Regions from separate parts of the Triticum aestivum genome. Here all the other regions are linked to region 3. The links are chromatin contacts, called in public Hi-C maps. All regions are on one chromosome and are shown on one strand. Each heading gives the region's core, a stretch centred on a gene start, on an enhancer-like site or on the middle of the called end of the contact. The rest is flanking DNA. Distances are from core to core; before and after follow the strand shown. Region 1 holds the start of LOC123039224. Region 2 has its middle 18 kb from the start of LOC123039224. Region 3 holds the start of LOC123045010 (CSC1-like protein ERD4).

Evidence for each region. A called contact is a pair of places that touch in the nucleus more often than the background predicts.
Region 1: a Hi-C map of leaf shows a contact between it and region 3, with 4 times the contacts expected there. The contact joins the promoter of LOC123039224 here to the promoter of LOC123045010 in region 3. A contact is called at or near these places in 2 of 5 Hi-C or Micro-C datasets (both in leaf).
Region 2: a contact with region 3 is called in a Hi-C map of leaf, with 6 times the contacts expected there. The contact joins the enhancer-like site here to the promoter of LOC123045010 in region 3. A contact is called at or near these places in 2 of 5 Hi-C or Micro-C datasets (both in leaf).

The regions. Positions count from the first base shown.
Region 1 is chr2B:376,433,841-376,437,452 of IWGSC CS RefSeq v2.1, reverse strand. It overlaps LOC123039224, which reads left to right and starts at 1,901. Exons shown (of 22, transcript XM_044462477.1): 1 at 1,901-2,416; 2 at 2,979-3,041; 3 at 3,257-3,328; 4 at 3,416-3,523. The coding sequence starts at 2,207.
Region 2 is chr2B:376,416,182-376,419,628 of IWGSC CS RefSeq v2.1, reverse strand. No RefSeq gene overlaps it. Among protein-coding and RNA genes, the nearest start is that of LOC123039224, 18 kb to the left of the region's middle. Within about 2 kb of position 2,183, at least 1 of the 8 cell types and tissues checked has an H3K27ac peak or open chromatin away from gene starts, as enhancers often do. A contact at or near this core is called in leaf, where this site is marked.
Region 3 is chr2B:376,260,609-376,263,915 of IWGSC CS RefSeq v2.1, reverse strand. It overlaps LOC123045010 (CSC1-like protein ERD4), which reads left to right and starts at 1,891. Exons shown (of 7, transcript XM_044467921.1): 1 at 1,891-2,359; 2 at 3,144-3,289. The coding sequence starts at 2,086.

The DNA.
Region 1 (3,612 bases), core at 652-3,151, 170 kb before region 3:
CTTGTTGCAAATCACGATGCATACCTGCATGGATGTACCCTAGCAATCTATCAATGTATGCATCACCAGACATATTTACAAATCAAAACACTCAAACGTAGCAACAAAGACTACAAAAGTAGCAACCTGCTAACCATTGTTTTAAGTCAAACAGTTTGATCATAGGAAACCACGTGCTAAACTAGCTCAAGACAATCCTTCTGTAACAATGGGTTCGTGAGTTTAAGAGAGTGACTCCAATAAAACATTGGATAGTATATGATGAGGACATCAATATCATTGTTACACCCACAGCCCCTGCTGCTATACATACTGGACCAATTACTAGAGCTCGCGCACGACAGTTAAATTACTAGGTACTTCCGTTTCTTGGTAATGATTCTAATGTTCATGAGAATATGATGTTGCCTAAATTGGATACATTTGTTTTGCTTATAAATGAAGGGCCTAGCTTGGAGAAGGATGAACATTGGAGCAAGAACAAGCATGGAGATGATGGCATGCGCAAGGGGAACAAAAACGGAGTTTCAAGTGATGATGTCAGGACGTTGAAGCCACCATAATGAGTGCATGAAGCCTTGGACGAAATATACAAGATGTTACTTCATAACTTTCGTCTAAAGGCTATTCTAGGTGTTGCGTCACCTTATTATTAGGCCAGGCCCATGTATTTTTCGAAATACTTGAGTACAGGCTATTTTTAGAGTCCGTATGTGTAGGAAAAAAGAGATAGAGTTCGTTTTGGACCCCTTCCCCAAGGGCCACGAAATTCCCCCTCTTCCTCCATATATATAGCCCTTAGGGCGTCCTTTAAACTTTGGGTTTTGTTTAGATTAAAAGTTTGTCATAGCTGCAACTTTGCGTACTTCGTTTGTGTTCAACGACCAGACAAAGGCGTCACAGAACCCCACCTTCACTAATAAAGCTTTCCTCTGTTATTCGCGATATACAGATTGCAATCTTAGTTTCTTGCTTGTTCTTCATTTGCTTGCATGAAATAGACCTTCGTGGTCAGGCTGATCGTGCTCCGACGTGGTCAATAACCTCTCGAAATTGGTTTAGCGATTGCTAAGGTGCGACGTCCTCGTACGTTCGTAGTCGGATCGTCAAAGTCGACTTCCACCAAAAAGATAGCCACCATCTCATCGAAAGACGGGACACCTTTGCCTTTATCAGTATATCAAGATCACCGTTATAAAGACTGGTAGCAACAAAATACAAATGCAATACTGGCAAGCCATCCACGGTTGCGCTCGTCGTATTCCTCTTTGTTGCGATCACTACTATTTGGCGTCGCCTGTAAACCAACACAAACCAAAACAAGAAGACGTCATCGTGTTGTGCCAAAAGGAGAAGTCAAGGTATATGGAGAAATAGCCAAAATTGAATACGCGTGTACCTCGGCCACTTCCTCGAGGAGTAAAAAATAGAGCATAAATATTGCAAGATTTCGAAAGGATAGGGACAACGCTAATTTATAGTGGTGGAATACAGATGGTGCACTGCCGGGCCACCCATGTGTCATATATTTGTTTCATGTGCTTTTCTATGATATCATCGAGTGTACAAACAAGCTCTTGGGGAAGAAAAAAATATAGGACCATTAATTAATTGTGGAATATACCTACGATTGGAAAAAGAAATACTACGATTGAACTACTGAAGATATATATAGAGAGAATTTGAAGATCGTGGCAAAGTCGTTGAACGGACAGAGCAGCAAACTCTAGTTGCGGCAGTGAACAGTAGAGAGAGGCGGGCTGTAGGAAAGCTCGCCCGGTCGCCCGCACGCGCGACGCTCGGCGCACCGCACCGCACCTTCGTGAGACGTCACTACGCACGCACGCACGCGGCGGGACCGCGCTTTCTTCCTCGCACCCCCTCGTTCTTCTCCGCCTCCGCCTCCGCCTCCGCCCGCCTATACATACCACCATCCCCCCTCCTCTCCTCTCTCCCCTACCGTTCCGCCATTAACCGCCACTACTACTGCCTCTCTTCCTGAATCTCGATCCCACTCCCATGCCTGCGACTCTACGAGTTCGCTGAGAACAAACTACCACCAGACTCCATGCGGCATCGGCAGCAAGGGGAGGACAACAAGGAGCTCTTCGTGCAGTGGAGGCCCTGCGACAAGAAGAGGTCCTAGTCGCCCGCAGGAACAGATCTGTTTATCGGGTAATTCTTTTAATCGGTGGGTATTGGCTGAATGGTTGATTCGAGCGCGGGAGGGAAGATGAGCGCGCACGGCGGCGGCGGCGGCGGGAGAACGCGGGTGGGGAGGTACGAGCTGGGGAGGACGCTGGGGGAAGGGACGTTCGCCAAGGTCAAGTTCGCCAGGAACGTCGAGACCGGCGAGAATGTCGCCATCAAGATCCTCGACAAGGACAAGGTCCTCAAGCACAAGATGATCGCGCAGGTACTTCCATCTTCCATCTTGTCTTTCTTCTTCTTCTTCTTCTTCGGAGCCAAGGCCAAAAAGAAAAAGAAAAACTGTAGATTATTTTCTTCCCAATCCAAAACCATGGCCTGTTCAGATTATTTCTGTTGTACTAAAAGGGAGGCATAGCCTTGATCATCTTTCTCGATCATCAAGCATTGTTATTGTTAAAAAAAAGGGGAGGTTTATAGGGCTGTTTTTTTTTTCTAAAAAAATGTTTGGTGAAAACCATTGGACGAAAGAGTTACTAGTAGTACTACTAGTTGGACTTGCTGGAACGCCTAGACGTGAGAATCCGTGAAACCGGCAGCAGCAACGGCGTTCCAGAATAGCGTTCTACCGCCAATTCAATTCAATTCAATGCGCCCGCCGAGGCCGAGGCCGAGGCCGAGGCCAAGACCAAGACCAAGACCAAGGCTTGGCGGGCGTCTCGTGCGCGTTGGTTGGAAAGCGCAGAGTTTAGTTGGCGGCCGTGATCAAATTTGGCTCTTCACTTTTGTTTTTGTTTGGCCTCTGAATGATACACCTCTTCTTTCTGCAGATAAAGCGCGAGATCTCCACCATGAAGCTCATCAGGCACCCCAACGTCATCCGCATGTACGAGGTATAGACTAGTAGTACTAGCGCAACCTGAAATCATCATCTTCATTTTAAGCAAAGTACAGTGGACTACTAATTATTTGCTCATATTCCTCGCATGAGGAAATTATATTTTTTTTTTGGTTATCTTTTGATTTCTGGTTAAAACTACGTACCTTTTGCCTTTCGACTATGTATGTAAATGACCATGTCCACTTCTAATTGGCGTGTCCTTTAAAGGTGATGGCCAGCAGGACAAAGATATACATAGTCATGGAGCTTGTCACAGGTGGCGAACTTTTCGACAAAATCGTGAGTATATACCTTGCTCAACATTTTGGGTTATGCTTTGCTTCCCACTCTGCCTATATGCTTACTTTTGCGGTGATCGTGGTCTAGGCTTCGCGTGGGAGGCTCAAAGAGGACGACGCCAGGAAATATTTCCAGCAGCTCATCAACGCTGTCGACTACTGCCATAGCAGAGGTGTCTATCACCGTGATCTCAAGGTATCGTGGCGGGCCGGTGCCGTGGTGGTTACTCATCTGCCCTATGCGAAGAAACAAAAAGTGGTCTGATACCATTTTCTTCTTCCACG
Region 2 (3,447 bases), core at 934-3,433, 160 kb before region 3:
ACATTAAGCAAACATGGGCCTTTGGTTTTAGAGATTTCTGTCTGTTTAATCAAGCACTACTTGCCAGGCAAGCATGGCGGCAGATTGCATTTCCGAACAGCCTCTGTTTTAGACTCTTGAAGGCCAAATACCTACCCAAGTGGCAGATTTGGAGGCCAAATACTACCCAAGTGGCAGATTTGAGGATACAGTTTTCACCGGCAACCCTTCATCAACATGGCAAGCCATTAGTTAGGCTTTAGAGATTTCCGTCTGTTTAATCAAGCACTACTTGCCAGGCAAGCATGGCGGCAGATTGCATTCCCGAACAGCCTTTGTTCTAGACTCTTGAAGGGCAAATACTACCCAAGTGGCAGATTTGAGGATACGGTTTGGCAACCCTTCATCAACATGGCAAGCCATCAATTATGGTTTGGAACTTTTGAAGAAGGGGATAGTATGGAGGATTGCTAATGGCCAGAATGTGAGTATTTGGAGGGATAGATGGGTGGGTGCGGGAACTAACGGGTGGCCCGATCTCTTGTAAGGGAAGGTGCAGGTTTAAGTGGGTGTCGGAGCTGCTGGATCACAACGGTTTATGGGACCGTGAGAAAATACATCAGTTCTTTTTGCCCGTGAACATTTGTGAAATTTTAAAAACCCGTCCATCCCCCCGACTCGGTGAAGATTTCCTGGCTTGGGCACCGGAAAAATCAGGACTGTTCACAGTACGTAGGGCATATAAGCTCGCGTCAGATGATCTGTTTAATAGTTTTGTTGCAACTTCGAATTATCACTCAGACAGAGCTCGTGCATGCTGGAATTGCATCTGGTCTACTCCGGCTCCACCGAAAGTTCTTAACTTTGCTTGGAGGTTAGCAACAGACTCCCTTGCTACTTGGAAAAACAAACATAAATGGAATTTGGAGATAAATGCTAACTGTCCTAACTGTCCGCTTTGTTGCTGCGAAGAGGACTCATTCCACACTTTCTGCTCCTGCATCAATGCTAAGCGCTTATGGAGAGCAATGGCTTCAGAATGGGACCTTCCAGATGTTACAAAAATTCTACCAACGGGGAAAGAATGGTTTGTCCAAGCAATTGCTGACTTGATTGAACCAAGACGGCTTCACTTTATGATGCTCTTTTGGCAGATATGGTATGTCCGGAACGAGATAGTCCATTACAAACCTGCCCCGCTGGTCGATGTCTCCTGCCGTTTTCTATCAAGCTATGTTTCTTCGTTGAATTCCATTGTTGCACATCCGCAAGCTGACCACACTAAGGGGAAGTACCCTGTTCAGGCGTGTTTTCCTCTCATGGGAACGACACACAGTACAAAGAGCCAACAACATAGCCCATGGACTCCAGTGGATGGGCGGGTGAAGTTGAACACGGATGGTTCAGTACTTAATGGTGTGGCGGGAACAAGTATGATTCTTAGAGACCATAGTGGCAGCATCATCTTCAGTTCATGTAGACATCTCTTTGCTTGTGATGATGTGCTCGAATATGAAATCCTGGGAATTCGGGAGGGTTTACTACTTGCCTTGCAATGGAGTAGTCTACCTGTTGATGTTGAATCAGACAGTTTAGAAGCAGGGAAGGTGATTCAGAGTGGAGATACAAATAGGTCTAAGTATGCTTTTCTTATTAAAGAGATCAAAGATAGTTTGATCGAGCGTAATTCTTGTATTACTCATATTGTGCGTAGCAAAAACAATGCTAGTAATTTCCTGGCAAGCTATGGACGATCACAATGCCGAACTGTTGTGTGGCTTGGGTCGGGTCCGGACGAACTTTTAGGTATTGCCAGTGATGATTGTAATTTTTAGCTTTGAGCAATACAAGTATTATCCCGCAAAAAAAATACAAGTATTATCCCGCAAAAAAACATGGGCCCTTGGTTCATGTTTCCAATACAAGCCGAAACTGCAAACGATTCAGTCATTTCACGATTGAAAACATCTCGACATTTGCAACACCTGAACAGATCCAACTAATTTATTTTGGAATGGAGTGATTTTTCCTTTTGACTGGGAATGGAGTGATTTATATGAATACGAATGATTAAACTCACGATCGAGTACATGTTTAAGAGCATTTGTTGTTAGCTCAAAGGTTGCTTTCATTGTGCCCTCTACGGTGGGCTACACGAACATGTCCGACAACGCTATTTTGAAAATGACGTGCTATCACCAACTGGTTGGCCGTTGGCGGTAGCAGGAGGGGAAAAAACATATATTACCCAGCGAAGCGAAGCACACAATCTTGAGACACCGAGCTTTCCAGATAGCTATCTGCATAATAGGCAAGTGCAGATTTTATTCTGTGGGGATGCAACTTTCTTTCGCCTTACTTTATGTTTTGAACCAACTACTTGCTCCAACTTGCATGAAAAACGAAAGATAATTAGTGTATGTGATTTTGCTTTGTTCTCAAGGAAGGCATGCCAAATCCTCCAAGGCATCCTCCCCATGGTTCGATTTGGAAAGAAATGAATGACATTCCCGCTGTGTCATATATTCATAATTTAATACAACTAAAATATAGTCGGGAGTGAATATTTTTTAAAATTTAAAATTTAAAATTTGCATATTTATCTATATTTTTACATTGTTAAAAACTTCTTAAAAATGTGAATCAGAAAATGTACATGTAATTATTAAAATGTTTGTGTACAAATAATATTTACGAATTATAATAAAGAAAGTATTTATATAATTCTAAATTGTACAACCATTTTATAATCAAAAATACTTTTTTATTTAGGATATTTCAAAATAAATATGTGAATATTTTTAAAAATTACTTGAAAATTTTGCTAAATAATTTTTTGTATGTATAATATTTATAACACACGAATTGAATTCTAAAATAAAAGAAAGTTAACATATGCAACATGGACTGCACTAACCGCAGGCCATCTAAACTAACACGTGCTTGTTTACCTAGAATACATTAGTTTTTCTTTTTACCCGCAAAAAAAAGAATACATTAGTTGTTTTTTTTACCCGCAAAAAAAAGAATACATTAGTTGTTTGCTTCAAAAATGCTAATGTGAAATAAGTTGGCGATGTGGCTATTACAGTTCGCTCGTTCGAATCGCAGCAAACACCAATTTTTCCCGTCATTTTCACTCTGTGCCGACAGGTGGGACCCATGGGTCATAGAGACATGCTATGCACATCATTCTGTTCAGGGGGGCCATGTTATGCTGGCATGCCACATGTGCATGCTAATGAAAGTACGGTGTCACGTCAGCGTATTTTATGTCTACTAATGGGATCAACATTGTATTTGCATGTCCGTGTCAAGTTTTAGAACTATTTCAATGTATTTTTCAAGTTCATACACTAAAGTGAATATCGGTGACAAGTTTAAGCACCACAGGTGATGCGAAGCATCCCGTGATCATCCCCATGGACTCTACCTCAACCATCCAAGCTCCAAGTGGACCTATGACAA
Region 3 (3,307 bases), core at 642-3,141:
TGTCCTATGTGGCATGCTAGTGTGGCTAGGGCCCACTCTTACCGCTGTTGCATGTAGATCTGCAAAGAAGCCCTTGACTTTTTTATTTTCGTATTAAGCCCCTAAAAATAAAATGAAAAAATAAGGGATGGTGAGGTTTGAAGGCCGTAACGTGCCCCAAGTAGGCTCACGTGGACAACAACCAGACTAATGACCATTCATGTGTAGCTCGACAAAATTTTTGTATCATACAAATATTGACTGAAAATAAATTTACAAGGAATGTAACCCGGAAAAAATAAGCAACGTGGCTCGACCATGTGACCTTGTGCTCAAGGTTAACTAAGATTACCACCAGGCTACGACAGCACAACACATCCGGATATAAGAAAACAAATTATATCCTTGTGTTTGTGACATTTAAAAAATATTTATGTATTAAAAAAAGTATGTAACAGTTTAAAAAGTTCCAAAAACTTGTATTTGAAAAAATGATAATTATGTGTTTAACCACATATTTGAAAGAATGTTAATCATATCTTTAAAAAATATTAAACAAATGTTTTTAGATGTATACTGGAAAAAATAGACATCAAAACATATACTCCAAATGATTAACATTTTTTCAAATACAAATTTTCAAACTTATGTGTAGTGAAACATATACTCCATATGATACACATTTTTTTATGTTTTAAATACTCCAGTATACATCTATGTTTTGATACACATATTTTTTAAATACTCCAGTATACATCTATGTTCAGAGTATTTTTTTAAAAAATATGCTTAATATTTATTAAACATATGATTAACTTTTTATTAAATACAAGTTTTGAAACTTTATTCAAATATTGTTTAAGCATTTTTTATGGTACAAAACATTTTCAAGCTACACGAGCAATTTTATACATTGTATAAACATTAAAAAGATGTCATGAGCAGTTTTTTGGAATGCATGAGCATTTTAAAATGCAACCTATCATTTTTAATTACGCAAATGTGTTTTGCAATGTTTAAGCATTTTTTTGAATGTCACATACCTTTTTTTTTCTAACACATAAACATTTTTAAATGTCACAAACACAAGAATATATATTTGTTCTTACATAGAACAAGAAGGAATAATAACATGAAAAATATTTACCCCATTTGGACATGTTGGTTGCCGAAGCCTGGTGGTAATCTTAGTTAACGTTGACCACGAGGTCACATAGTTGAGCCACGGTGCTCCCTTTTTTGGGGTTACATTTCTTGTAAAATTTATTTTTTGGCATGTTTATATGATATAAAAATTATTTGTGCTACCTAAACATGTATGATCATTGGTTTGGTGGTTGTTCACCCGAGCCTAGTAGGGGCATGTCCCTGATTCGAAACCCAACCATCCCTTGTTTATTTTATTTTATTTGAGGGACTTAATACGTAAATAAAAAATCATTTTATTTAGGGGCTTAGTACCTTAAAAAAACAGGGACATGATACGTAAATGAAAAAGTCTGCAGATCTACCATGTGACTCGGGCTTACATCGGGTCCTGGCCACGCTGGTATCCTACATAGGCCACGATACGTTCACGTACATGAAATATGACTGTATATGAACATTCGTGCAAGTTTGATGATCAGAAACACATATTTTATAAGTTTATGCATCAAATTAATCGTTACATACAAGTTTTATGACTTATAATGTAAAATTTTAGTCTTTATGGCTGTATTGAGGATCAGTTAGAAATGCCCTTATGGTTAACAAGAGGCGATGCAGTTGAATGAAGGGGGTCAAAAGGGGAAGGGATTCGAACAATTGAAAAGCAAAAGGCGGAAGAGGAAAGGGGCATTTCAGACATTTTGCTGAACTCCCTGGTCCCATCCCCTTCCTCTTCTTCTCCCTGCCCTGCCCCTTTCCTTGGCTCGGCAACCTCCACAACTCATAAACTCCCCACCACGCCAGCCATTCCCCAGCACAGCACACAAAGCATCCAATGCTTTCCCCTTCCCACCCATTTACCACCCTAATGCCCTCCGTTAATCAATCCCTCCACTACTAAACCCCCTCCCTCATAATCCCCCCCGGAGGAGGAGCGGGGCGGCTTCGGCGAGCGAGATGGACATCTCGTCGTTCGTCACGTCGCTTCTGACGTCCTTCGTCATCTTCGCCGTGCTGGTCCTGGTGTTCACGTGGCTCTCGCGCCGCCCGGGGAACGCGCCGGTGTACTACCCGAGCGTGCTGCTGCGGGGGCTCGACCCGTGGGAGGGGCGCGGGCGGGGCACGCGCAGCCCCGTCGGCTGGATCCGCCAAGCGTTCGCGGCGTCCGAGGCCGACGTCGTTGCCGCCAGCGGAGTCGACGCCGCCGTCTACCTCGTCTTCCTCTCATCCGGTATGCCCAAGCCAACCACGCTCTCTACTTCGTTTGTTTACCCATGCTTTGGTTGAGTTGGTTGTTTGGTTTCCAGATTCATTCGTTTACTACTCGTCTGTGCGTTTCCGTGTTTTTTCTTTTTGCTTCCACAAATAATATTTCGTGCACAAAATAAAATATTAAATTAAGTCCTGCTGTTGTATCTAAGATGCCTTTTGGGCGTCTTTTCTCAAAAAAATAATTAAAAGTCCTGCTGTTGTGGACTATGATTTCTCTGATGTAAATTGGTTGCAAGCATGCTATATTCTGTTCTAAACGAACATCTATTTTCTAAAAATTGCTGCCATGTTTGTAGAACGTTAGTTTTATGTTTGATTGTTTTACTTTTGTGTACCAACATGAAGATACGGCCGATTGTATGAACTGCCGGAATGGCAATAACAAATGCTAATTGTTGCTATCAATTTACTTTAAATTATATTAATGCTGCTATAGAGCTGCAAAGAAAAAGGTGTAGACAAGCAAGAGCCATGCGTATGTTTTGTTAAGAGGAGTTATCACCACCCATCCTGAAGGCCGGGCTCAAACGAGATAAAACTATCATGCATGGAGGATTGCTGGAAGTATGTAATTTAGCATGTTAAACTGCTTAGTCTATATGCAAAAAGGGCGATGAAAAGGCTAGGGTGCGTTTTGGGTCAGATATAGGTAGGTCGATATATCATGCAGAGTGCTTGCTTGAAAAAACAAATCATGCAGATTCTTCGCCAATTATCTGAATTTTTATTCTCTGGTGTTCCAGTTTTGGCAATCCTTGCGTTTTCCGGGATTGTGTTGCTTCCAGTTCTGTTACCAGTTGCTGGAACTGATCATGCCCTGGAGGATTCTACTGGCAGAGTGCCGCGGAATGTCACAGATTTTGAAAGATTAGCATTGGGCAATGTTCAAGTAAGTAATCCTCTTATC